Regions from separate parts of the Mus musculus genome. Here all the other regions are linked to region 2. Evidence: chromatin contacts called from public ChIA-PET, HiChIP or PLAC-seq and promoter capture Hi-C data. All regions are on one chromosome and are shown on one strand. Each heading gives the region's core, a stretch centred on a gene start, on an enhancer-like site or on the middle of the called end of the contact. The rest is flanking DNA. Distances are from core to core; before and after follow the strand shown.

The links. Promoter capture Hi-C pulls out the DNA fragments that hold promoters and counts their contacts. ChIA-PET counts read pairs in DNA pulled down with a chosen protein or histone mark. HiChIP or PLAC-seq counts read pairs in DNA pulled down with a chosen protein or histone mark.
Region 1: an RNA polymerase II ChIA-PET map of memory CD8 T cells shows a contact between it and region 2, with 12 read pairs. The contact joins the promoter of Rnaseh2b here to the enhancer-like site in region 2. A contact is called at or near these places in 1 of 484 Hi-C or Micro-C datasets (erythroblasts) and 4 of 115 datasets of contacts at active chromatin or transcription factors (large pre-B cells, memory CD8 T cells, pro-B cells and 1 more).
Region 3: a contact with region 2 is called in an RNA polymerase II ChIA-PET map of memory CD8 T cells, with 14 read pairs. The contact joins the promoter of Spryd7 here to the enhancer-like site in region 2. A contact is called at or near these places in 5 of 39 promoter capture datasets (the C10 cell line, HPC-7-derived erythroid cells, embryonic stem cells and 2 more), 2 of 484 Hi-C or Micro-C datasets (CD4 T cells and bone marrow-derived macrophages), 3 of 115 datasets of contacts at active chromatin or transcription factors (acute myeloid leukemia, bone marrow-derived macrophages and memory CD8 T cells) and 2 of 9 other capture datasets (adipose tissue and liver).
Region 4: a contact with region 2 is called in a promoter capture Hi-C map of macrophages, with 6 read pairs. The contact joins the promoter of Trim13 here to the enhancer-like site in region 2. A contact is called at or near these places in 6 of 39 promoter capture datasets (the 3T3-L1 cell line, hippocampal neurons, liver and 2 more), 1 of 484 Hi-C or Micro-C datasets (CD4 T cells), 2 of 115 datasets of contacts at active chromatin or transcription factors (embryonic stem cells and memory CD8 T cells) and 3 of 9 other capture datasets (adipose tissue, liver and macrophages).
Region 5: a contact with region 2 is called in an H3K4me3 HiChIP or PLAC-seq map of pro-B cells, with 5 times the contacts expected there. The contact joins two enhancer-like sites. A contact is called at or near these places in 3 of 39 promoter capture datasets (the C10 cell line and neutrophils), 8 of 484 Hi-C or Micro-C datasets (CD4 T cells, LSK cells, bone marrow-derived macrophages and 4 more) and 15 of 115 datasets of contacts at active chromatin or transcription factors (DN3 thymocytes, the SCID.adh cell line, bone marrow-derived macrophages and 10 more).
Region 6: an H3K4me3 HiChIP or PLAC-seq map of bone marrow-derived macrophages shows a contact between it and region 2, with 5 times the contacts expected there. The contact joins two enhancer-like sites. A contact is called at or near these places in 5 of 484 Hi-C or Micro-C datasets (cerebral cortex, cortical neurons, embryonic stem cells and 1 more), 2 of 115 datasets of contacts at active chromatin or transcription factors (bone marrow-derived macrophages and neural progenitor cells) and 1 of 9 other capture datasets (embryonic stem cells).

What each region holds. Positions count from the first base shown.
Region 1 is chr14:62,329,450-62,333,412 of GRCm38.p6, forward strand. It overlaps Rnaseh2b (ribonuclease H2, subunit B), which reads left to right and starts at 2,619. Exons shown (of 11, transcript NM_026001.3): 1 at 2,619-2,727. The coding sequence starts at 2,667. It overlaps Gm41173 (a long non-coding RNA gene), which reads right to left and starts at 2,606. Exons shown (of 2, transcript XR_874686.3): 1 at 2,413-2,606; 2 at 1-879.
Region 2 is chr14:61,968,566-61,972,584 of GRCm38.p6, forward strand. No RefSeq gene overlaps it. Among named protein-coding and RNA genes, the nearest start is that of Gm35307, 64 kb to the right of the region's middle. Within about 2 kb of position 2,701, at least 136 of the 459 cell types and tissues checked have an H3K27ac peak or open chromatin away from gene starts, as enhancers often do. A contact at or near this core is called in DN3 thymocytes, LSK cells, acute myeloid leukemia and 13 more, where this site is marked.
Region 3 is chr14:61,554,599-61,559,078 of GRCm38.p6, forward strand. It overlaps Spryd7 (SPRY domain containing 7), which reads right to left and starts at 2,288. Exons shown (of 5, transcript NM_025697.4): 1 at 1,923-2,288. The coding sequence starts at 2,028. It also overlaps the pseudogene Gm4118.
Region 4 is chr14:61,597,587-61,601,809 of GRCm38.p6, forward strand. It overlaps Trim13 (tripartite motif-containing 13), which reads left to right and starts at 1,926. Exons shown (of 3, transcript NM_023233.3): 1 at 1,926-1,984; 2 at 2,208-2,309.
Region 5 is chr14:61,646,325-61,650,766 of GRCm38.p6, forward strand. All of the region lies in intron 1 of Dleu2 (deleted in lymphocytic leukemia, 2), which reads right to left. Among named protein-coding and RNA genes, the nearest start is that of Mir15a, 16 kb to the left of the region's middle. Within about 2 kb of position 2,062, at least 436 of the 459 cell types and tissues checked have an H3K27ac peak or open chromatin away from gene starts, as enhancers often do. A contact at or near this core is called in DN3 thymocytes, LSK cells, bone marrow-derived macrophages and 8 more, where this site is marked.
Region 6 is chr14:62,243,830-62,247,755 of GRCm38.p6, forward strand. No RefSeq gene overlaps it. Among named protein-coding and RNA genes, the nearest start is that of Dleu7, 47 kb to the right of the region's middle. Within about 2 kb of position 1,767, at least 35 of the 459 cell types and tissues checked have an H3K27ac peak or open chromatin away from gene starts, as enhancers often do. A contact at or near this core is called in bone marrow-derived macrophages, where this site is marked.

The sequences.
Region 1 (3,963 bases), core at 1,369-3,868, 360 kb after region 2:
GAGTCTGGGGCTCAGTAAGAGCTTACCAAGTAAATAAACTGCAGAGCAGCTGAGAAATATACCTGATGCCAACTTTGGGTCTCTACCTATAAACACGCATAAGTACATGCTCACCTCTACACATATGTACTCCCACATGAACACACACACAAACCACAAATGTGTGAAAAATCATTCTCTTACTACATGAATTACATGAAGAGAGATAAGGGATGTGGGTCTTTACTCATCAATAGGAGTCACGGGACTCTTAACAAGAGACTGACCCATGACTTGCAGAAGTTTCACCATTTTCACGTTAAATGCCATTTCCTAGTTTTGTTATTGAGCAAAATGCTGGCCAAAAGACTCACAGTATTAAAGTTCACTGGCCTTTAGCATGTGCCCATGCCACAGCACATTGTGGGGGTCAAAGGGCAACTTTCAGGAGTCAGATCATTTCTGCTCCATCATTTGGGTGGTTATTGAACTCAGAGGAACCTCAAAGTAATAAAATTGATGCTATGATGTATTAATAATAAACTGGCTTAGGAAACACCAAGGTACACAGAGTAGAATTTAGCTAAAGGAACTCTGCCTCGTGCCTGGGAGAGAAGTGCCCTAACGAGGCTTGTGAGGAACTGTGGAAGAAAACTCTGTACCACAGTAGACGTTTAGGATTACTGAGAACGTTTCTGCTAATTCTTGGTCACCAAGACTGATTTCCAGTTAAGCTCTAGTCCCATAACAAGGCTTACAACTAGCCATTAGGCATATCCCCATATCAAGAACATGCCTCCGAGGGGTGGCTCAAGGGAGTAGCACAGGGTCACAACCATCATTAAGTCCTGGTCTGTCCTCAAGTTCTCTGTGCTCTCAACAGGAAACGTGTAATTCTGCCTGGTGGACAAGAACAAAAGGAACACTAGTGTACTTAAATAGTTCAGGCAATATCTTTGCTGAGTAAATCTCCCATTTGCCCAAGCAAGGGACCAGACCTGCCGTCTCTTGTGTCTGTTTAAACTTTCCAAAGTGTAACCTGGGGCTGGAGCCTGAAAGATTTATGTGAAATGCATAAGCCTAAAATGTAAGCTAACAACATCTTCTCTATAAGGCCTCCTCCCTGAGCATTAGACACACACACACACACACACACACACACACTATCATTAAAAACCATTTCCATTATTAATCCCTCAGTGTGCAGTGATTTCTCTGTGGCTGGGCATGGGAATCCTGTTAATCCTCTGTGTACTGAACCACCTTGATGGTCCAATTGAGTCAAAATTCTTAATTCTCAGCCAGCATGAAACGCAAAGCCAGTCCTAGGGGGACCCCTTTCCCTCCAGAGTCCTCTTCTGTCTTTGTATCCTGACTCATCTTCCTGACTCTTATCCACAGCCAGGGGAGACTAGCACAGGAATAGAGCTGTACTGGGTAAAGCAGTTCTCACTGTGGCCAAGTGCTGGGACAGTTGCTGCACAAATGACACTGATCTTGCTTTTGTCTGAGAGAATCACGAAATGTCCCTGCGTGGCCTTATTTTTTCGTGGTCTTACAATGGTCTGGTCAGAGGTGGGTATTATATATATATTTTTTTTAATTAGGTATTTTCTTCATTTACATTTCAAGTGCTATCCCAAAAGTCCCCCATACCACCCCCCCCTACCCACTCACTCCCACTTCTTGGCCCTGGTGTTCCCCTGTACTGAGGCATATAAAGTTTACAAGACCAAGGGGCCTCTCTTCCCAATGATGGCCGACTAGGCCATCTTCTGCTACATATGCAGCTAGAGACATGAGCTCTGGGGGTACTGGTTAGTTCATATTGTTGTTCAGAGGTGGGTATTTTTAAGGGCTTCATGCCTCAGGAGGGAATCTCAGCCTATGTTTTAAGATCCAGACCAACTTCTGGTTGCTCTATGTAATTTCTCAAAAGCTTTGACCACCTTTATAACTCAGACCTCCACATTTATGTTGCCTGTGTCTCACATTGCTCCCTCTACAAAAACAAAATACAAAGTGCCACTAGACTGGATAACAAAAGACATAAAGTGCATAGTCTGCCTAGAAAGAACACTTCAGAACAAGCTTCCTGATCGGCAGCTGGCCCTTTGAGAGAATCCCCTCTCCACCTCCCTAGTCAGGGCTTAATTGTTTTCTCTATAGCCCCGAGGTGAGCCCTAGGCAACAAGACACCACTTTTGCTCACAACCATTCTAGCACTTGGGAGGTTCCTGATCCAGTATTCAAAGCCAGCCAGGGCGGCATACTTTGAAGGTCAGTCCCCGCTGGGTGGTGGACCTTGTGTCAAAACCAAACCACACCCAAACTAAGTCTCGTTAATACTCTAAAGATTTATCCTAAATAACAAATTCGTATGTTGAACTCCAAATTATAAGCATAATTTGGGTTGTATCTTTAAAAAATTACCTTAACTATCAAATTGGCCCACAGCCAATTTGAAGGCTGCTCGCCCGCATTAGGAACCTCAATGTATGAAATACACGCACGAGCAGCGCCCGTAGAATGAGAGTGAGAAAAACGAGGAGCTCCACACCCTCCACTGACAGCAGGGCCCGCGCAGATTTCAAAAAAGGAAGCCGAGCGGGCGGGCCCGGAAATGGAGGCAGGCTGGTGGCCCCGGTTGGCGGGCCCCTCGGCGCCACTTCCGGCAGGGCGCGACCATGGCCGGAGGTCGGGACCGCGGGGACTTGGCGGCCAGGCAGCTAGTGTTCCTACTTCCAGGTAAACGCGGGAGGCGCGTGGGCCTAGGTCGCTGGTGGCGGCAGCGGCAGCGCGGGTTTTTTTTTTTTCCCAGGCCAGCACCGGTCCGCAAGGTCCTAGCGAGCGCGGACCCGGATTCGGTGCCCCGCGCTTTGCTAAGCATCCTGGTCACGTGTCACAACACGCGGGAAAACTCCAAACCCGGAAGCGACGGCAGCGTTTGCGCGGATTCCCTGGGGCGGGTCCAGCCACTCGGCCTGCGGCGGGCAGCGGGGGTCCCGGGACTCTGCTGTCCCCTGGGAGTTACTGGATCTCTGTAGCTCAGCGTCTAGAATCTTACCAGCTCCAAACCAGAGGTCGCAGTAGTCCCATGCTGAGCCGCTCTGCTGCTCTGGAAAGGCAAGGGTGGCCAGGCATAAGGGAGCCTGGATGGGGTTTATGTGAGCGTGGTTTGAAACAATTCCAGGACATGGTGACAGTCAAAAATCCCAGAACCAGGCCACTCAGTGTCCCTGTAGATGATGACCAGCTATCAGGGCATGTGGTGGCATGCGACAGCCATTGCCATATGAGGAGGGCAAGTGAAATAAATTTGGGTTAGGGAATGCAAGCCAGAAACACTCTGTCATTTTACAATGATACATTTGATGTTAGAATACGCGTGAAGAAGGAAACTTCCCAGTCACTTTAATTTTGAGTTTTAGTTTAGCAAATGCAGAGCATTTTTACAGCAAATATATTTCACCAGGGTATAGATATCCAGTGATGATAATTTTTATAATCTTTATGTAACGACCTGACACTTACTTTGGATACACAGCTTCTCTCCTGTGTAAAAAGTTAAACACATTCAAGTGTATGGATTTTGGGTTTGCAGCTCACTCAACTGAACCCTGTATGCTGCTGACCAAGAAGAGTAGCTTTCCAGCTAGCAGCTCATACACCCGTCTTCTAGAGAACCCCAGGCTTTCTGTCATCAAATTAGTTTTGCCTGCTTGGACCCCTGTGACTTTTGTATCTGTCTTCCTTCCCTCCGTACCACGTCTGCCAGATCCATCCATGGCTGTTCCATGGGTTTTGTTGGCTGGTTCTTAAAAATTGCTTCTGGTTTGCTGTATGCATATCAATGCTACTACTCTCCGGAGGATGGATGGCATTAGGTGTTCCTCCTGGTTTGCACCTAGTAGGAGTTACACCTCTGGCAGCATTCTTTTGAGGCTGTTGGTGGACATTGGCATTCATTTCTTCGGAGTGTCT
Region 2 (4,019 bases), core at 1,451-3,950:
CTTTTCTAGAGAATGGGACCCATCACCTACTTAGCTCCAACCCTTAGTGTACAGTACTCATCTGCCTCATAAAGATTGTGAAAGTCCCAAGGACTACGCCCTTAGTGTACAGTACTAGTCTGCCTCATAAAGATTGTGAAAGTCCCAAGGACTACACCCTTCCTTTTCTAATATGGAACCAATGTTTTGATAACATAAAATGTTGCCTCAGGTTCCTGTTTCATTGCAACCAAACTAGAATTGACCTGAGCTGGATATATATATATATGGAGAGAGAGAGAGAGAGAAAGAGAGAGAGAGAGAGAGAGAGAGAGAGAGAGAGAGAGAGAGGCTGATGGATTTCACAGAATCTCCTGAGAACTATTTCAAAAAAATGTTTTTGTGCAGGGCTTTTTGAATCGCTTCCCACTAATCTAAATTGTATTTGAGAAAAACTTAAGTTTAAAATATAGTTGTTCCTCTAGATAAGTAGAAGCAAGCATTATCTAGATTGTCAAGAAAGCTATGACTGAGTTGGACTCTGGCTTGTTAGCCCGGTTTCCCAGGAAGGTGATTGGAGTAACCCCATGAAGCTTTCAGCACTGCTGTATCTGCACAGGCCCTTACCCAGAAGCACCGTGGGCTCAGTATAGGCCAGCCCCATTCCATATTCCTTCCCAGTGAGCAGAAACACAGCCAGCTTTTGTTAGGGACCCAGCACACAACCATTGGTGGATATAGTGCCCTGACCTCGTGGGCACCCTTGGAGATCATTGCCCTCTCCAGATTCAAACACTGAAGTGATTTTATTTTGTGGTAAAAAATTTCTTGGTGTGTGAGAGCAGAGCTCAAAGGTGAGTGGCTCTTTCTCAAGAGTTCCACATTGCCCTCACCCCTGGAAGGACATCGTTTATGCTAAGCATCTTTGTGAAGTTAGACTTAAGCTCCATCCATCAATGAAGACATGGGGGGGGGGAGAGAGGAGGGGCCCATCTTCTTTCAATTCCCATCCCCTGGGCCTGGCACAGAACACACTCATTAGGGTTTTGCTTGGTACATGGCGGTGTGAACTTGGGGTCTGGAGTCTCTGTAGATGGTGCAGATACCACAGAGGGGAAGGAGCAGAGCCAAGGGCCTCCCGGGAGCTGCCTGAGAATGTGGCCTGGCCCTAGTAGCTTCCCTTGCAGAGAGAAGGCTGTTTGGACTGGGTACCTATGAGCAGGTGGAGGCTTTCCCACTGTCCCCCATTTTCACATACTTATCACAGTAATCATTTATCAGTAAAGGAAATGACCCCCTGAGAGCTCAGACACGCATAGAGGATCTTACAGTACAAGCAACATGAACATACTTTTCTGGAAGAGAATGATCTAGTAACACCTCCCCCCCAACCCCCAACAGGAACACCTTATCCTGGTGCCAAAAGATGGTTGAGCAATGATTTATGAGGGACAGCATTTAAGGTACTTATTTGATTAAAAAAAATTAACACACACACACACCATAGACCATGACCTCAAGAATAATCAGCCCTGATAAAGGAAGGGTCCTGACAGCTATATGTTTTTTTTTTTGTTAAAGATTAAGAATTCAAGTCCATTTGTCTATCTCCATTCATATGCGATGTTACCAAGGGGAAAAGACTACCTTTGTGGGATTCTAATACTTGCTTCTAAGTAACTGAAGCCATGTCAGCACCAGAACCCAGACCCCAACTTCCCAAATGATTGGGATTGAAGGGGATGCCTTTTTTGGTAGGGATGAGATCTGGTATGCCCACTGCCTCCCTTAGGAGAACCTTTCTTGGTTGAGCCAGAATGTTCTGTTCTACAGGAGTGAGGCTAGGGGTAATCTTGGGTTGAGCAATGACTGTATTGTTTAGAGAAATGACCAAAGACTGACCTACATATGGGTAGGACTAAGTAAGCATACATAGTCAATGGACTCAGGAACCCACCCATCACTGCCCCAACACCACCCTCACCCCCGACCCCTGACCCCTGACTCCCTGGCTGCCAGGGTGCCGATATGACTTAGAAATCCATGTGTTTTATAGAAGGAGATAGCAGTAATACTTCTTTGGTCGTAGGAGAGCCCTGAGCTTGTTTCTTCAGCTCGCTTTACCCACAAAGTTGTTTGTGGACTAGAACAGACTGCTTTCTGTGGGTTCTTCTCAGCAGTGGAATCCTGCCCCCCACAGCTGCTTAATTGGGCTCAGTCAGACTTTCTGGGTTAGCCATTACCCAGGGCTGCCCTCCTTGGTTACTACTGCCTTGGTTTTAGACAATCATTTGCCAAAGTACTGCTGTGTGATTTTTTGCTTCCTGAATTCCAAGCAATTGTGTTGTATTTTTCCTTCTGTATTCTGGGAAACGGTAAACAATTAGACACCAATGGTTATGTTTAATAAAGCAAAGAATCTGTTCAGAAAAGAGTTGAGCCTACCAACTTCTCTACCGAGGGCCTGGGCTTGGGATTTCCTGCTCTCTTGTTAATGAGCCTTCATTTCTGGTGTCTCAAGAAGCTCTAGATAGAGACAATAAAATAGATACCAATAACCATGGCTCTAAAACATTATATTATGTGTTTTTTGAAGCACAATCTCTAGTATTGGAAGGAAGGGAGGCTGTGACAAAACAGAAGTGTGACGATGTGCTGACTGTCAGCAGGCTAGTTACTACAAAGCAGCATCCGGCCTGCACCAGCCCCATTAGAGCAACTGTCTGCTGTGGGTTTCCTTCACCCAGCATCCAGGAACATGCTGTGATAGTTCCTGGAGCTACTTCCTCTTTCTAAAGACTTTCAGTTAAAAGAGACTAAGTGGGCGTGTGTGTGTGTGTGTGTGTGTGTGTGTGTGTGTGTTGGTGTCATTGAAAGTTATACTGAGTTCTTTGCAAAGGCTCGTGGCGTTAACAGGCTGGAAATTGGATGCAGGGAGGGAAGGTTCTAGCTAAAGTGATTTCTTGCCACATCTGTTAGTGCTAGGGCTTTATTCCATAAAACAGGGATGTGAAAGTAAGGAAAGGACAGGACGTCAGAGTGTGCTGAGGTGGTGAGAGGAATGGTGTGGGCAACTGCATGGCACAGACAAATCAGAAAACCTGCTGACTTTGTGCCTTAGTTAACACTTCTGTTTTCTCTGTTGTCGCTACCAATTTCTGTGGTTAAAGACTCCATGTGGAGGATGGTGGCTCAGAGAATCAGAGCCCGGTTGAAGCGTTGGTTTCCACCTCTTTGGCCCCTTATGGCTAAGACTTTTTCCTGGATGTGATTTGCAAGGTTGAGGCTCATGAGAGGGCTTCCTTTGCTGTGGAAGGATTTGTGTGCAGCCACGGGCTTCACAGCCCTACAGTTATGCCATGTGCTTGAACGTCTTCTCTGAAAGTGAAACTTATTTAAAGGGAAAGCCATTTTCCACTAAAGTTGGAACAGCATGTAACCTGTGACTCTCGCTGTTGGTTGTGGGAACTGTGATGATATTATGTGCTTCTCGGCTGGTGCAGGAAGACATAAGCCTTCGGGATGGGAGCTTCCAGTTCTCCCCCATGGCTCTGTATGACTTTAATGACTTTAATTTCTTTAAATTTTTTTTCAAAAAGGAGTCTCTTATTGTATGACTTGCTAAAGCATAATTCAGATTATTATAGTAAATGCCTTAGCTGATCAGAAATGTCTCCCTTTGTATTATATTAAAAATGAGATTGTAGTTAAATTGCTTTATCCTAAAGGGTCTTTTTCTGGAAGTGAAACCTGTTCTCAGTTAGATCCTGTCTGCGGAGGGTGTGTCAATACTGTTGATGAAAACAAGCATTCTAGAAGATTTTTCCTTGTGTTGTAGTAGTTGGATTAATTTTTATTTTATTTTATTTTATTTTATTTTATTTTATTTTTTGGTGCAGTAATTGACTATGAATGGGGAAAAAAATCTCAGGGCCTTGCCTGTATAGGCAAGAACTTTACCATGGAGCCTATCTTTATGAAAGATTCAGAAATTAGCTTATGAGCCTCCTAAAAGAGATTTTTAAATGACTAAGAAAGTC
Region 3 (4,480 bases), core at 1,038-3,537, 410 kb before region 2:
TTCCTAAAAGACCAATTCACAATTATATGAATCAAAAGAAAAATATTTTTAAAACTTCAAAATGGTTTTAAGTAATGCAACATCATTGTTTAGATATGGAATGTGTATTTTTTTAAAAAAGAGAAAAAAAGGAAAGAAAGTGAGAAAACAAGTAGGGCATTGTGGTACACACCTGTAGACATGTGGAAGGCTGAGGTGGTGGTGGCTTGAGCCAGGAATTGAAGACAACCTGAGCAATATAGAGACTACTCTCCTTTAAAAACAAAACAGCAACCAAGAAACCAACAAAATAAATCAAAACGAAACTAGTATGAAACAAACAAAAAAGTCCAAATATATTCTTTTTTGGGGGAGCTGTCCTGGAACTCACTTTGTAGACCAGGCTAGCCTCGAACTTAGAAATCTGCCTGCCTCTGCCTCCCGAGTGCTGGGATTAAAGGCATACACCACCACGCCGGGCTCCAAATATATTCCTTAGGTTGTATAATTTTATGCTGAACACAAGCAGTATGTTTCCCATGTTTTCAAGTTAAGGCCAATCCGCATTTGAATCATTCTTCTAACTCAACACTTCTCTTCCTTTTTATTGTGATTCTCACATCAAGCTTGAAGGTAGTTTCAATTTATTGTAAAATAGGTTAAGAAAAAAGTTCCACGGAAGGGAAGAAATTGAGAGACCATATCCCGGTTCTTCACTCAGCACCTGAGGGTGCTGGATAGCACAGGAGAAAGGGAAACTGCAAAGATACAATGGGTCACTTAGTTCTTCCTAAAAGAAAAAGGCCAGGAATAAGGATTGTTCTACATAATAGACAGCACAGCATGGGCTCAAAAGTCACTACAGTCCTGCAGTCTTATCTCAGCCCTTAATACAGTATCTTATCACCTAAAAGTCATATTCATTGAGTGAATAAATTAAATAGAAATGTTTCCTGAGAGAAAGTACAAGATCTGAACATCCACTGTCTATAGTGATGGATAGGGGCTTAAAGGTATTTAGTACTGAAATTCTGTACTAGAGACTGTAAATTTGTGGTGGCACTGTACACCATAGTAAACGACGACTGCGTATAGTACTGCAATAGAAAATATAATGGGCAATGTTTCCAGACTTGTAGATTATCTGGGCAGAAAAGAGTTTTGTTGTAGATATTAAGAATGCTTGTGTTACTTAAATACAGTCTTTTAGACAATGAGGTATTTGGGGAAATCAAAAAATGCATTAGTTTATTGTAATAATACACAAAAAGACAGCACTCTAACTGAAATAATTATTCTGGGAAATCTGCCTGGATAATATTCCAGAAGCTTGGAAAGGGTCTAAGAACTGAAGTAATCCTATGTAGAAAAAGATGCTACAGGGGGGGGGGAATGTTGGATGAGAAATTATTATTAAATTAATTATAAAGCCATTGGGAACTGGAAAAAAATGGATGAGAAGGAGCACTGTTCTATTTTGCAATCGCTTGGCCCGATGGCGAGAGTCAGATAAAATTACAGCGTTCCCAACAGTGACTAAGGTGTCCAGCAATGGAGATTTTAGTGGAAGTGGCTTGTTACGACCTGAGGCTCTACTCCAGGCTTCTGCAACCGGCCCTGTTTGGGCTTCAGGAAGTGAGGGGAAAATTACTCCCCCAGAACAAGCTTCAGCCTATATTTGATAGTGCTGAAGACAGGACTCAGCAAACACTAGGTGACACTCGACACCCGGGCACTGATGGCGGGCGGGCGGGCGAGCGCCCCCGCTTCCTCACCTGGGAACACCTGACTCCTCTCTGAGAGATTCAGCCCTGGGAGGCTGGCACAGCCCATGCCCGATGACCGAGGCCAGAGAGGCCACAGGGGGCTGCGTGGTCACGTGGTCCCCGCCCCATTTCCCTCGGCCCTCGGTGGGCGGTTGGGTCCAGTCGGGAGGCCCTTACCCATGTGCTGCGTGTCCAACTGTACGGCCGGCATCTCCTTGAGAGGAATGTGGCCAGTCCCGCCGTCCCTGCAGCAGCGCAGGCAGCACCACGCCGACGCGGCCATGGCGTAGCTACACAGCCCCACCGCTCCGCCCGCGCCCGAGTGCTTCTGGGTCGCGGGAGCCTCGCAGCCCGCACAGCGACGCCAGGGCCGGGAGGCGAAGCGGAGACTGAGGCGAGGTCCCCCGGCGAAGGAGCGAGGACCGCCCGGAGGGGCGGGGCGGTGTCGGGAGGTGGGCGGGGCCAGCGGCCAGCCCAAGTCAAAGAGGGTGTGGCGGGTGGGCAGGGCGCTGTAGAGAGCCGAGCAGGGGCCCGGGCTTGACTGACTGAAAGAGGGCGGGGCCAGTGGCCTGACGCCTGGAAGAGGGCGGAGTTGGGGAAAAGGTCCGGGTTTCTGAAAGTGGGCGTGGCCAGTGGCCTGACTGACATGGGGTGGGCGTGGCGGCGTGCGCAGGCGTGCTGCGGCGTCCTCCCCTAGGCCCTGTGGCTGGCAGGTGAATGGTGGAGCTGAGAGTCGTCGGGATTCCCTGCGGCTGTGGTTGTTGCTGGTTTGACAGGGCCTTCTGTGCTGTTTATAGGGTCTGGAACTCCAGCCCTGACCGCCTCAGCCTCCGTAGTAGCTCCGTGCTGTGTCGGCGCGCTACTGGTAGCTGCCTGGGGCGGCTCCGCAGTGATTTTTAGGGATCGGCAGACCTCCTTTGGGCATGGAGCTAATAAAACGCCCGGGAGTTTTCCGTCGGAACTCTCCGGCTCTCCGCATCCTGCCACGCAGACTCCGAGGACCCGGTCTTTGGGTGTGCGGCGAGGCTCTTCGCATTTTCCATGCACCGGCGTTTATCATTGGGTTGATTGCTGCGTGGACCCAGGACTTGCAAGCAGTCACCCTTATGAGGGGACTACGGGAAGGGGTCGGGACAGGGCCGAAAGACGACTTTTTAAAAAGTCATTATTGTATATTCGTGCTCAGGACGTGCGTTCAGGCGCTCTCGTGCCACGGCAAGGTCTGAAGACAACTCTCAGAAATAGGTTTTCTTCCCCCTACCTTGGAGATCCGGGAATCGAACTCAGGTCTTCAGGCTTGCTTTCCGATCAGACAGTCTTACTCAGCTTTCTGGTGCACCAATGGTTCCTAGAAATGTGAAGGGAATGCCCTGAGAGAGGGTGAAGAGAAACTCAGCTCTTACGGGGGTCTGCTGCTTCCTATTACCATATCGAAGGAAGGCCCCAGTGGGGGTCACTTGTTATCTGTCTGTCGTTATCCCTCACACCCCATGGTGTCCCAACAGAATCTGGCTCAAACCTCTCTTCCAAGATAAGATTCCCACCCTGGAAGTTTTCTGGGTCTTCATCAAATCCTGGAAAACTGAACAAAAATTCCCAATTCTTTAGTAATGGTTTCCCATACATAACCTTTTAGTCACCTGAGTGTAAATATACTTTATTGAGATTTTTAGCCATAGGATGAGGGAAAAATTTCAGACTTTGGTTTCTTCTATTTATAAAAATATTTTTAGGGCTGGAGAGATGGCTCAGCAGTTAAGAGCACTGGCTATTCTTCCAGAGGTCCTGGGTTCAATGCCCAGCAACCACATGGCAGCTCACAACAACTGTCTGCAACTCCAGTTCCAGGGGATCTGACATCCTCAAACACCAATGCACATAAAATATAAACAAATACATAAATAAATATTATGATACTAAGGGAGATATCCAAGGCTTTTTTTTACTTTGAGACTTAGTTATTACAGAATTAATACCCAAAGTAATTGCTAAAATAATTTCAGACTATCCCCTCTCCCTCACTGCCTCTATATCTATTGAAGTACTCTTGATAATCCTCTCTTTCTCTCTCTCTCACTCTCTCTCTCTCTCACACACACACACACCACACGATAGACTTTTTGCAACATTTCAAGCTCAATACTGTCCCTACTTTATAGATGAAGAAATAGGTTAAATGACTGTGCAATTTCACAAAGGTAGAAAATATACAAAGTATGATACAAACCCCAGGGGTCCAACTCCAGCCCTTTATTTGCTTCACCACATCTTTTAGCATCTCAGATTTTAAAGTTTAAACTTAAAATTAAGGTTACAACCCTCTAAAAATATTCGGTTAAAAAATGCAAATTTGTGCTTCATTTTTTTTTGCATGTTTCATTAGTCTTCACATTAGCTAATCTGCTATAACATATGTAAATAAAATTTGTTTTATGTCCGACTTTCCAGGTAAAGATGGCAGAGCGCAGTTACAGCTTCTTGCTGACTACACTACATTCAGCCCATCTAGCAAGCTTGTCCAGATTGAATATGCTTTGGCTGCAGTAGCTGGAGGGGCCCCTTCAGTGGGAATTAAAGCTGCAAATGGCGTAGTATTAGCAACTGAGAAAAAAAGCAGAAATCCATCCTGTATGATGAAAGGAGTGTTCACAAGGTGGAGCCCATAACCAAACACATCGGTGTGGTGTATAGTGGCATGGGCCCCGATTACAGAGCACTTGTACACAGAGCCCGGA
Region 4 (4,223 bases), core at 676-3,175, 370 kb before region 2:
TATTATGCCTGAAGTTTTGTGTGGGCCTGGGACAAAGCTTTCATTTGCACTGACATTTTTGGTGCTGTAGGAAAGAACCTGTTTGTTACAAGATATTTGATTACTGTACATAGAAAACCTAACTGTAGGCTGGGCATGGTGGTGATGCCTTTAATCCCAGCACTTGGGAGGCAGAGGCAGGCAGATTTCTGAGTTCAAGGCCACCCTGGTCTACAGAGTGAGTTCCAGGACAGCCAGGGTTACACAGAGAAACCCTGTCTCAAAAAAACAAAAAACAAAACAAAACAAACAAACAAACAAAAAACCCTAACTGTTAGCAAACCATCAAAGACTAGGTAGATATTGTGTTATCAGCTGCAGTTAGGTGTGTCCTAACAAGAAGCAGCTTGGCTGTGCCTCAGAAAACCTTAGGTAAGAATGCTGAGGCAAATTGCTTGGGAGAAGTCTTGTGGTCTTTTCTCTGACCTGAGGCTATGTCGGTTGGGTGGCCCTGAGCCACTGTAAAGGTGAAGTGGTTTGGCTCCTACTGACTTGTCTTGGAGCCCTCCCCCCTCCCCCCATCTTGGTGGTGAAGTGGTTCAGCCTGCCAAGGGTGTGGGGGAGGAGCTAGAGGCTTCTTTTTATAGCCATTGGATGGAGGCCCCCACTCCTTTGTTTTTTGGCCTTTATGGAAGGAGCTTCAGTTAAGAGATAGAGATCATCCTTTGCGTTTGGGCTAACAGTGGAGTACAGGCAGGACTCGGGCAAAACGGAAATCTAGGTAAGAGCGCTAAGGGGCCCTGCTGGGTTTGGAGGAACTCAAGAGAAAGGTGGATTAGCTCCGTAGAATGACACAAGTTTCTAAAGAGCTGGAAGTTTAGTTGTAGGATCAGGCTTATAAATAATATATATTTTGTATATAGTTTAGAAAATGAAGCTACCTCCCCGATCTAGCAGGTTTTTACCCCAGTTTACGCTTCACGTGTCAAGTGGTATACATAAACGGTTACACGTGCCGTTGGAATTTGAGGAAACCCTCCACAGCTTCGTCTTGGTTTTCCACCTTGTAGAAAACCTGTTCATTTAGAGGATAAGGCTCTTGGTTCCACTGTAACGTTCTCGTGAGGACTAAGTTAGAAATGACAGGGATTGGTCTTAGGAATGGTGTAGCCGGGACCACAGGCAATGGGCGGAAGGGGGCAAGAGGGGCTTTTCCATGACTTGGAACCGCGCTTTCCCCAAATTTGCTCTCCTAAAGGCCCAGGCCTTCCCAAGCGGGAGTAGACGTGCTCCTCCAGCACACATCACCCTGCATTTACCGGCTTTCAAGTTTGGATAGGAACCATCTTTTTCATCCTCTGTAACCACGGTCTCCGCATAGGAGGTGGAAATCAGGGCGAGATATTTTATTTTATTTTATCTTATTTTATTTTGGTTTTTCTTTATTTTTTATTTTATTTTTATTGATTGATTGATTGATTGAGATATTTTAAAACCAGTTAAAAGTTCCTGCCTCTGAGGGGAACCGTAGTAGTGCCTTTCTTTTCTTTTCTTTTCTTTTCTTTTCTTTTCTTTTTTTTTTTTCGAGACAGGGTTTCTCTGTATAGCCCTGGCTGTCCTGGAACTCACTTTGTAGACCAGGCTGGCCTCGAACTCAGAAATCCGCCTGCCTCTGACTCCCGAGTGCTGGGAAGTAGTGCCTTTCTATAAAGTTGGGTCAATGGTTTTCTACCCAGAGATCGCCGAGCCCGCTGGGTCCTGAAAAGTAGGCAAAGTGGTGTGAAGGGTTGGGCTGTGTTTTTGTTTTTGTTGTTCTTGAAAAATGCAAGTAACAACAACAACAAAAATACAGCAATCCAAACTCGGCGCGTGGGCGTCACCAGAGCACTTATCCAGAGGCTGGGCGACCTAGGTGGTGCGCAGGCGCGGGACAGCGGGAAGCAGAGGGCGTGGTCGCCGTGTCCATTTTGCACCGGCGCAGCCCGGCCCCAGTTGGCTGGTGGAGGTGAGCAGTGTGCTCCGAGTAGGGACCGGGGGCCGGGAGTCGCTGGCCCCGCTGCCGCGGCCGGGGGACACCTGCGTGGGCGGTGACGGGCGGCACGGCCTGGCGGCAGCGGTGCTACTGTCGCGGTCGGGAAGGTCAGCGCGCCGCTGGGGAGGCCCCCTGGCTAGGAGGGGGCCAAGAATGCAGATCTGTGCCTGTGACACTCTTTCTCCTTTCTCTACAGTGTTCTCCAGTTTTACCGTCAAAACGTGAGGGAAAACGAACTGGCTCTCTCCACAGAAAATATAGTAAGCTTGCCAAAAGCATATACTTGCCTGGAACAAAGGTAAACCGTATTATTTTTCTTTATGTTCTGGTATTTATGAAGGGGAAAAATACCCGATTTTATTAGTCCTAGGACCATTCCAGATGGAAATAAAAAGAATAAGTATATCTTCACCACCTCCTTTAATAATAGGGCCTTTGTTCTTTTCATATTTCAAAACTCATGGATTCAAAAATCCATGCTTGCCATTCATTTTTTTGGTAATTACTATATATAATTTAAAAAAAGTATGCTCTAAAGGAAACAAATCCAGCAACATTTCTTCTGTGTGGTTTGTCTTAGTTGTCCAGCTACTGGGGCTGTAGAGCAGGGCTTTAGATTCCTGCAGCTTTCTAGACATTTGTATGAGGAGTGCTTTTAAAACAGAATGTCAATATATAGGCATTCTTTGTGCTAGGACTCAATGGGGCTATTAATCAATTATGCCCCCCCCCCCTTTTTTTTTGCTTTAAATTACACCTTGGAGTATGCTATCACAGTCTACCCGGGAACTACACCTCTGCCCTATTTAATGCTAAGCATCAGTTTCACACAGCCTAATATCACCTGAAAACAATCTGAACTGAGTAATTGTTTTTCAGATTGGTCTGTGGATATGTCTTCATTTACACTGGGCACACTGTGGGCAGCTCTATCTTTAGGCTGATGAACCAGCTAAGCAGGAGCCCATTATGGACAGGCAGCCATCCACATTCTTGATGGTGTCTGCTGGTTGGGAGTGGGTTCCATGGTGGAAGGCATTGTTGTGGGGAATAGAGAGCAGTTTGTTTTGCCTTGAGTTCCTGCTCTGACTTACCTCAGTGATGGACTGATTGTAACCTGCAAGTGTCAGTTGATTTTGGTCAGTGTTTTGCACTGAAAGTAACAGGTCCAGGCCCAGAAGACCCATGTCTTCAGCCTTCCTTCCCAACTGTTCTTTCCATCCATGTATTTTCTGGTAGGTCTGGAAGTTGCTCACTCTGGGCAAGCGCTTTCAGTGAGCTGCAACCTCAGCCCTGCTCTGTGAAAGGGTCTCTGACCCACCGCAGTTCATGCTTCTGTGTTTCTGGTACCCTAGTTGTATTTATTTTCAAGTAATATGAAGATAGTATTGTAAAGATCCTCATTTTGTAAAAGATAAAACATATTTGTGAAAACTATAAGAGATTTTTAGAAATCTATGGAGTAAACTTTGTTTTGGGAATCTATCCCAGTGCCTTTAGCATGCTAAGTATACCTCTGCCATTAGCATATTCTCGGCTCCTAACATAGGAAAATCATCTTTTTTCCCCCTTTTTGTGACAGTTTCCTAGTTAGACCAGGCTGGCCTTGAACTAACGTATCTGCCTTCCTCTGCATTCAGAGTGCTGGGTTTGGCTTAAGGTGTCTGCCACTACGCCTGGGTTAGAATACTAAATTTTTGACTTACTTTCTGGAGAGTTTTGAATCCTAGAACTTTGCAAATTCAAGGTCTGTGCTTTGGTGGTAGAAGGGCAAGGAGAGTCAGGCCCCATGTTTTTCCTCCGGAAGTTGGGGGCTTGGTTAGCTACTTTGGGTTTAAGCCCAGAACTTACGTTTTATTCCTACCCCTTTGTTCTCAAGATAAGTGACGCATGCTTCTAGTAACTGATTTAAGTTGGTTTACGTTTTAAGTCCAGGCGGAAACAGTAAGAATGAGACCTGTTCAGTGTTTGCTAAGGTGAGGAAATACGTGGAGAGACGGAGTGTTTTAGAAACCAGGATATGTTTGTACAAACTTGTGTGTGTGTGGGTCGAGACTGGTATACACACCCCAACACTCCCACACGCCATTTTTACTTTTTTTTTTTTTTTTAAGGCAGGGTGGCTATGTAGACCAAGTTCAGGTTATCAGTCTTCCTCCCAAGTGCTGGGATTAAAGCCATGTGCCACCATGTGCAGCTATACACACTCTGT
Region 5 (4,442 bases), core at 812-3,311, 320 kb before region 2:
TGAAAGTAATACAAAGTAGAATGTATTTATTATAAATTAATTTACAGTCCTATACATTTATAAAAATGTTTTCATTTGAATATTTCTAAATGCATGTTTGTCTTAAATTGAAATAATGCCTCAAAATTTCAATTATTTGTAAGATATAAAAATTTAAAAGTTCCTTTCAAAATCATCTACTCTGAAAACCACACCCTATTATCAAGATGGAATTAAAAGGAATGACAAGCAGGGTAATAAATATTGACGCCTGTCTCAAGTAACACTAAACAAAAACTTTGAAACCAGTCAAAGAAACCAACACATATGCACTGCTCGATACAACACATTCTCTCATAATGAATTTGTAAAAGGAATGCATTAATATATATGCTCACCTGTGCATATTTACTTGTTATATTCTCAACTAAGAAACATAAATGACTCGTAAACTAAACTTTTAAATCCACTGCAATGGCCCAGTTAGAAAACATTTAAAAACAGATTTGCAAAGTTCTAAGAGTACATTCAATTTTTACAAAAAAAAAAATGTAGAACAGATTAAGTTTAAAGTTCACTTTCATCAAAATGAAAGAAACAATTTTCCCTTAATATGTATCCAATAAATACATGAAGACTGAGACGGAAAAATTTTATCAAAGGAAAAACCAAACACCTTAGATCCTTCGGAGAAGTTTTCAACTAATGAAGAACAGAAATGTCTTATAACTCCAACAGCAGAAATACAGTTTTCTGAAAACAGCCTCTTTAGTTTTACATTTAAATATATATATTTCAGAACCATCTGAAAGGCTTTTACGGAAGAAACAACTCTATTATGTACTAACTTAAAAAAAAAACTCCGATTTTACATTTTGTATTTATTTGAATAGTTCTCTGTCTAAACACAGTTTTTCGTAGGTCAAGAATTATCAGCTCTGGGATCAACATTCAAACCCCCCAGTCCCGCTTCCTTCCAGCCAATCAGTGGGTAAGAAGCCCGGCGTTTGGGAGCTCCGTTAGACTCAATTTGAAAAACATCACATTGCGCTCCTACTCTTCTGGAAGGGATCTAAATGAGGGCGGGTCCCCCAGTTTTCACAGACACACACCAAATCCAGGGTTCTGATAAAATTCCAGAGGGAGAAAGCTCTGTAGGGGGCCTGCTCTGACTAGCAAGTCACCGAGGGTCTCCTGAAGCCTGAGTCCTCGGCGAATAACCGAGAAGCTGCAGCAAAAGCATCCGCAGAGGATCACTAAGGCAGGTCCGTGCGACCCTCCCGCAGAACGTCCCATGAGCTAAGGGTTAATCTAGGGGTGCTGAGGGAGGAAAGCGACACAAGAGTTTAACGTGGACTCTTCACAAAGACTAGTACCTAGCGAGCATTACCTAAAGTCAAAGCTGTCACTGGCTCATTCAAGAGCTGTCGACTCTGGGTTGACAAAAAGCCAACAGCCAACGAAGAAAAAAAAGAAAGAAAGAAAGAAAGAAAGAAACCCCCCCCCCAAAGGAAAGACAACTCCGCTTTCTTCCGCCTCAGCGTCAGGAGTACCCAAGGAAAGTTGAGGACTGCAAAATGACCGTTAAATCGTAGGTGCAAAGGCTTGTCGGCAGGAGACACCAAGTTTCACGCTACTTTTCCTTGAGACGCTGCGATTCAAGGACCGGAGAAGGAAAAAGTCTTCTAAGAGCCCGACGCCAGGAAATCGCAAGCTCGCAGCCCCGTCCTTCCCTTCACCCCGACACCCCTCCCCCTCGAGCGAGAGAGGGGACCGCCGGGAGAGCAACGACAAAATGACCCAGCTGGATGCGGCCATCCATCCATCCGCCGCGCCCGGGGTCGGGATCCGGCCCGGGACCGGCCCGGCCGGCGTCGTTTCTTCCCCGCACTCCGCAGCGCACCTCGGGGGCCGCGGGCAGCCGTCTCTCCCGCGACCCAAGTTTCCCGGCAGGAGACGGCCTGCGCCCGGACCGCCGTGCACACCGGGGAGGGCGGGCGGGCGCCTGTCGCGGGCGACCCTGCCGCGCCGGCCTAGCTCCCCGGCCGCTCGCGCTGACAGGTCGGGCGGCGGCCGCTCGGCCGTGTCCCGCTCAAACCGCGCCTCCCCTCCCCCAGCTCCGCGCTCCCGCCACCCGAGCGCGGCCGGACGCCGCCCATCCGAGGACACCCAACTTACAGCAACCGGATCCCCTGGGGGAGCTTCTGCCGCGAAAGTGAGGGCAGACCCCGAGTCCGGTCCCTGCTCCCCTCACGGTCCTCCGGTCCCATCGCTGCCACCTCTCGAGACCCGCTTCGCTACTTGAGGCTCTTACCGACTGCGCCGCATCTGGCGAAGCCCCACCGACTGCCCTCTGCTCTAAGTTAATTTTTTTGATGATTTTTGGGGGATTTTCCGGCGTGATCCTAGCGTCGCGCTAGGCTCGGACAGGTTATCCCTTCCCTCCCGCTAGATTGATGAGATCAGGCATCACTCGAAAATGGCGCCGAAAGCGCTGAGACTCCTCATTCAAATTCGTTAGAGCCAACCCCGCCGCCCCGGGGCATGCCGGGAACGCGGGCCGGCTCCACAGCTGTCCCTGCCTCCCCCCACCCACCCCCGCGCGACCCTGCTGCGCATGCGGAAACTTCTACCTCCCTCTCCCCCGGCACATGCGCAGGATCGTCGTGGCGCAAGGCTCTCTACTTCCTCGGTTCCAGTCCCCGCTGTGTCTTGCGCTCCTGTGTGTGCCTGCGTGGCCCCTGTGCGGCAGTGGAGGTGGTCAGCTTTCGGACACTACTCCGGTGACACACTAGTGATGAAACAAATCAGGGACTATCTTAAGAGTTTCGTAAAAACAAGACAAAAACCGCTTTTAACTAAACTCCAAGCCACCGAGTGCGCCTTCGAGCCCTGGGTGGCCGCTCAGGAACTTAAAACCGCGTATCGCTGTCGTGCTCTCGCCCTCCGCCAGCGCCTCCCAGATCTGTCACACCTAAGCCTAGAACCATCTCACGAGGTAGGAATTTTACGGTTCAATCACACGACCAGCGGGCGGCTGTCACACCCCGACGTTTCCCTCCACCCCAGACCTCGAGGTGTGCGACCAGCCCACCATGCACAAGCCTTTGGATTCTGAACTGGAGACGGAGCTTTCGGTTCTGGATTGGAGCCGAAGATGTACAATCTTTTGGACGTCACTAGGGTACTTTTCCAAAAGAAAAAAAAAATAGTGCTAGAGTAAATTATGGACTCACCAGATAGGTTTCCCGTTGTATGAAGCCCCGAAAAAGTTGTAAGAGCCACTGGGTACTGATAATGTGGTACGCATTGTTATCAAACGCTTTGTGGATCAGGTGTCTCACTGCCCACAACACCTCTATGAAGTAGGTATTATTTTTGTTTTATGGCTATTGAAACCTGATGTTCCGATTATAAATTCTGCCGTCTTGCAGCTGGTGAGAGCAAGCTAGGTAAACCGCCTTTAAAAATGACTCTATAACAGGACAAAAAAAATGAAGTTAATATTTTAATTTTTCTTACAAAAGCATCTTTTGATCCTTTGCTTGCAAGACATTGTCCCTTCCACTAGGCTAATTAAGATGAAGTTTTTAAAAAGAAAAACTGCCATTGCTCCTAGATGACTATAGGGCTGTGTTTGGTTATGTTTCACTTGATTCTCATGGATTTTTAAAAAATGACTGTGAGTGTTTTGTTTACATGTGTGTATGTGCATCTTATATGTGCCTTCAAACATCAAGAGAGGAGGGATTTCCTGGAACTATGCTAAAACTAAGCCTGGGTCCTTGGCAAAATCAACAAGTGCTCTCAACTGCTGAGCTATCTCTCCAGCCTTATCAAATGTTGCTTTTCAAAACAGAACCCAACAGTTTAAAAATCAGGGATATTACTATGTTTGCTCTAGTTTTTATTATAAAAACAACTTGTGATGAATTGTAACTTTAAAAAATATCTTCTTTATGGCTTTGAGGCTGGCCTAGAACTCAATTTTGTAGCCCAGGCTCAGGCTGATAATCCTGCTTCAGTCTCTTGAGTGCTGGGATTACAGGTTTGTGCCACCACACCCTGCAGAATTGTAACTTTTGAACATAAAAAAAAGATACATCTTGTTATTATGTCCGTTAAAGCCATGGATATGAAACTTAAGCACCAAAGAGGAAGTGCACTGGAGAAGGCGTCCATGGTTTGCATCAGTGAGGTACAACTGGAAAAGAAGAGACTTTAGCAACCAAGATCAAGACTGACATGGCTGAATAGTGTTCGGCCATCTACGTTTGCTCCGACTAAAACTTATATGGCCATCTCATTTAGAATATTTAAGTCCCATATAGTTAAGATTCGTTTAAAATCTTAACAAACCACAAATCCTCATTGAGTCATTAAAATGGGAGAAAACAAACTCAAGTAACAAAGCTCTGTGCGTCAACAGAAAGCCACTGGGGAAAATGATCTTTCCACCACAA
Region 6 (3,926 bases), core at 517-3,016, 270 kb after region 2:
CCACGCATATCAGACCACCCACACAAGGGATATCTCTCTGCTTAGAGCCATTGTTCACTCCTCCTTGGAAACCTAATTTCACCTTCCTGCTCCATTGTTATAGTTGGGATGTCCAGTGCCTCTCAAAGACCCATGTCTTTAGAGCATGGTGCTGGTGGGAGGGGAAGGTATACTAGAAGCTCTAGGAGATGCAGCTAGTTCAAGATCATGTACTTAAGGAAGATTGTAGAGCCCTGGTACTTGCTATCTTCTGTTCTCCTTTGCTTTTCCCTATAGTCCTGCTGTGATTTCTTGACTCTCTACAGGCCTAAATCCATGGTCATGGTGTCTTTTCACAGCAATAGAATATTGGCTAAGACATAGAACCTGGACAGGTGCCACGGTCCTCAACCCTGTCTGAGAATGTGGGCAGAAATATATTGTATGCAGTGATTCTAAAACTCCAAGCTGGCCTATGAAATATTCCCTCCCTCCCTTCCTCCCTCCTTCTCTCCTTCCCTCTCCCCCTCCTTATATGTGTATGTCTGAGTGTCAGTGTGTCTGTGTGGCTGCGGCTGTGTGTATGTCTGTGTGTGTCTCTATGTGTATGTGTGTTTAAGAGAGGTTGGGGATGGAGAGATCATTAAATAAATAAAATCAAGGCTGAGGAAGACCAGGGTGAAGACAAGGAAAGCTCTTCTAGTATTGACTAGAAGGAATCTCAGTATTATGTGGATGCTCTAAAGAGACTCCATTTATTACCTCCAATCTCTCCCAAAGCCAGAGCCTCACACTGTGTACACGTAGCATGCTCTTCTATTTCCTGAAATTAAAGTGACATTCCAGCACTTTCCAAGAGGCAAGAGGTGAAATTGTGATTGGGGAAGATGAAAGTGTCATCAAAGGGCGGATCCTGGGTTTCCGGTGTGGCAGTGAAGATGATAAAGGATGCTAGCTGAAGACTCTACTGAGGACCCCTACTTGCTCCCATTTTGGTTTTTTTTGGGGGGGGGAGGCTTACTGAGAGTGGAAGTGGGAGCAGGTTCTCCTGGGCACATTTCCCCTGGCATGTGGGGCAGTCACCCTAACATCAGGGTCATCTTTTCAACTCTCAGCCAAGTGCAGGTTTCAGAGCTGCCGGGAAGGCTGCAGTGACACGAACCTCGGTTTTCCTTTCTATATCTGTAAATAAACTGCTTCCGTTTCAGAGAACATATATCTGGAGCCTGCTTCCCAACACACAGAGCCCCATCACAGCACGACAGTGGCATCTGATAGCTTGTCTGTTGTTCACATGAAATGCTGCCTACGAAGTGTCTGGTGTCCTCCACCATAATGTGGAGTGTGTGGGGTGTGCATGAGCACCCAGGTTCTCAGGTTGGAACTGAGCAGATACACAAACAAGCATCTACTACTTACTCTTGAAAGTGCACAATTATAGTGCTTTTGGACCGGGCTGAATAACAAACAGACTAAACAAGACAGACTACACATATGAACTCCTGGACTATGAGCACCAAAATGAACCTCTGAATGATTTTATCCTAATTCCACACGGCAGCTAACCAACCCCAGAGAAGTAAACTGCCCACTGTGAGTGTTTTAAAATATAGTTAAAGGGCACATAAGGAAATGGAAACATCTCAGCACAGAATAGCAAGTATTTCCGCAAATCTTGGTGTCCCAAAGATGTCTACTTTATATCCCTGTTTATGTATCTGTCAGCATTAATATTGCTTTTGTTTCAAAACCAAAAGAGACAAGATCTGAAGGGGGAAGTTGGAGCTGCGTGGGAGAGAAGTTTGTTTTTCCCCTTCCAACCTTCTTAGAGTCTGTCTGCGACACAGTGTATGTAGACTTTGAGGTGTCATCTTACACCCACAGGGATCTCATGTGAAACTCAAGGATGTTCCCAGATTCCCAGGCCCCCTGATGTTTTTTCTTGTAATCTTTGAAGACTGGCCATGGAGTCTGACTATCATCCATGTTCAAGGACAGCCCTGAGAAACCTTTGTCCCCTCTCACACACTAACAAAAGAGGAAGCACGCTGGGGACATTCAAAACTACAGGGAGTGCAGACAGCCAAGCTCTGGCGGGGGAGGCTCAGGGAGGAGGTGGAGTCTCACTGGGTGTGAGAGGAAAAGGACTCTGTCCACTACTCAGCCCAACCTTTTCTACCCTCATCAACCAGCTTTACAGATGCCCCAGGAAAGCCAAAGATGCTCTACAGGTTTCCCACCTTCCTGAGGAAGGTAGAACAGCCATAGGACGCTGTTGTACTCATCTGAAAAACAGTGTCTCCCCATCAAGGTACGAGGGGGGAAAAAGAAAAAAGAATAGTTAGAAAGGTATTCATCGACGTGAGTAAATGTACTTGAGCTATGTCCCCAGGAAAGCAAAAAGGCAAGGAAGGGACAGGGCTACTATGATCCCACCTGAATGAGATGACTCAGGACAGTGGAAGATGGAGTTGGGGCCGGGTGAGGACACAGAGGAAGAAGGCAGTTTATCCTGGTGCTGGGACTTCAGTGCTCAAGTTTACATGGCATGGACTCCAATGACCCCCCACCCCCACCCCGATGCAGACACCTGACTGGAGAAGAGGTTCCAGTGAGAGGAAGAAGCAAGCTTGACCTTGAACTTGGGCTGCCACCATGTTTGCTCTCAGCCAATCATGTATCTTACAAGGAAAGGGAAGGGCTGCATGGACCCCACCCCTGTTCTCTCAGCCAGTCCACCTATGCTTCTCGGAAGACAGCGGTAGAGATAATACGGCAGAGACAAACCAAGATTTCACACGAAAAGAGCGTACACGCCACCGTAGGAGCATGACAAGGCCTGGCTTTGGTTAATATGAAACCGCCCTTCAGAGTGTTGAAACATTAAGACAGCCCATCTTGGAGTTCTAGCTGACAACGGTGTTACAAGTATGTTGTGTTCCTATTAGCTTATCAATAAGCAGTTAGTGCTCCTTAAGTATCTCTCTAGTTGTCTGGAGTCTTAACTCACACTGAGATTGCTTTTAAAGCTCTCTGCAGAACTGAGGTTCAGTACAAAGACTGGAAATGGAAGGGTAGTATGATTACTGTCAGTCACAGCTACTTACTCATTTAACAAACACTGGAGCTAAAATATAGCTGTGGGTTGGCAAGATGGCTCAGCATATAACTACTTGCTACCAAGCCTGAGGACCTGAGTTCTATCCCCAGAAATCACATGGTGGAAGGAGAGAACTAATTCCTATGTGTTGTCCTCTGGCCTCCACACACATAAGCCATAACACACATACTTACATGTAAACATACTTAATAGATAAATGAATTAATTAGTAATAATAAAATATGGGCCAGAGCTAGTTCAGTGGCATGCGTAACCCAGCAGTTTAAAGCACCCCATGCTGAGTCTAACATAGCGAATGCATAGTATTACATAGCTAATGATGACACCATTGGCTGCTATTCACCAGCAGCCACACTCCCTTCTTCTCCATAGGCTAGTTACCAATTCCAGGTTATCTACTCCAGTGGGTGTGGCCTATGATGGCCCTTCCATTTGGCTTGGGACTTCGTTCTGAACAATGGAGTGTGACAGGAAGTGAGGAATGCTGGGACACTCCCAGGCCCATGCTAAACTCCAAAGAGGTCTTATACCCAGCTCTTCTGGTGACATTGAGTTAGATCCGGGGAAAGTCAGGAAGCCCCGGTGGCAGGAAAACAGGTTTGGGAGAGGGAAACAGATTTGCATTATCTGTGTATGAGCAATATACAGAACCCTTTAATGTCGCGCTTTTAACAAAAAGTAGTGAACACACCGCAACACAGCAAACAAAACGTGCTGCAGACAAGGCGCGGGAACGTAAATCGGTCAAAGGTTTAGAAATAGACTTGGTACGGGACAGACTTGAGGGTCTGAAAGCTCTGAGTACGGGCACACCGGATAAAGCTGG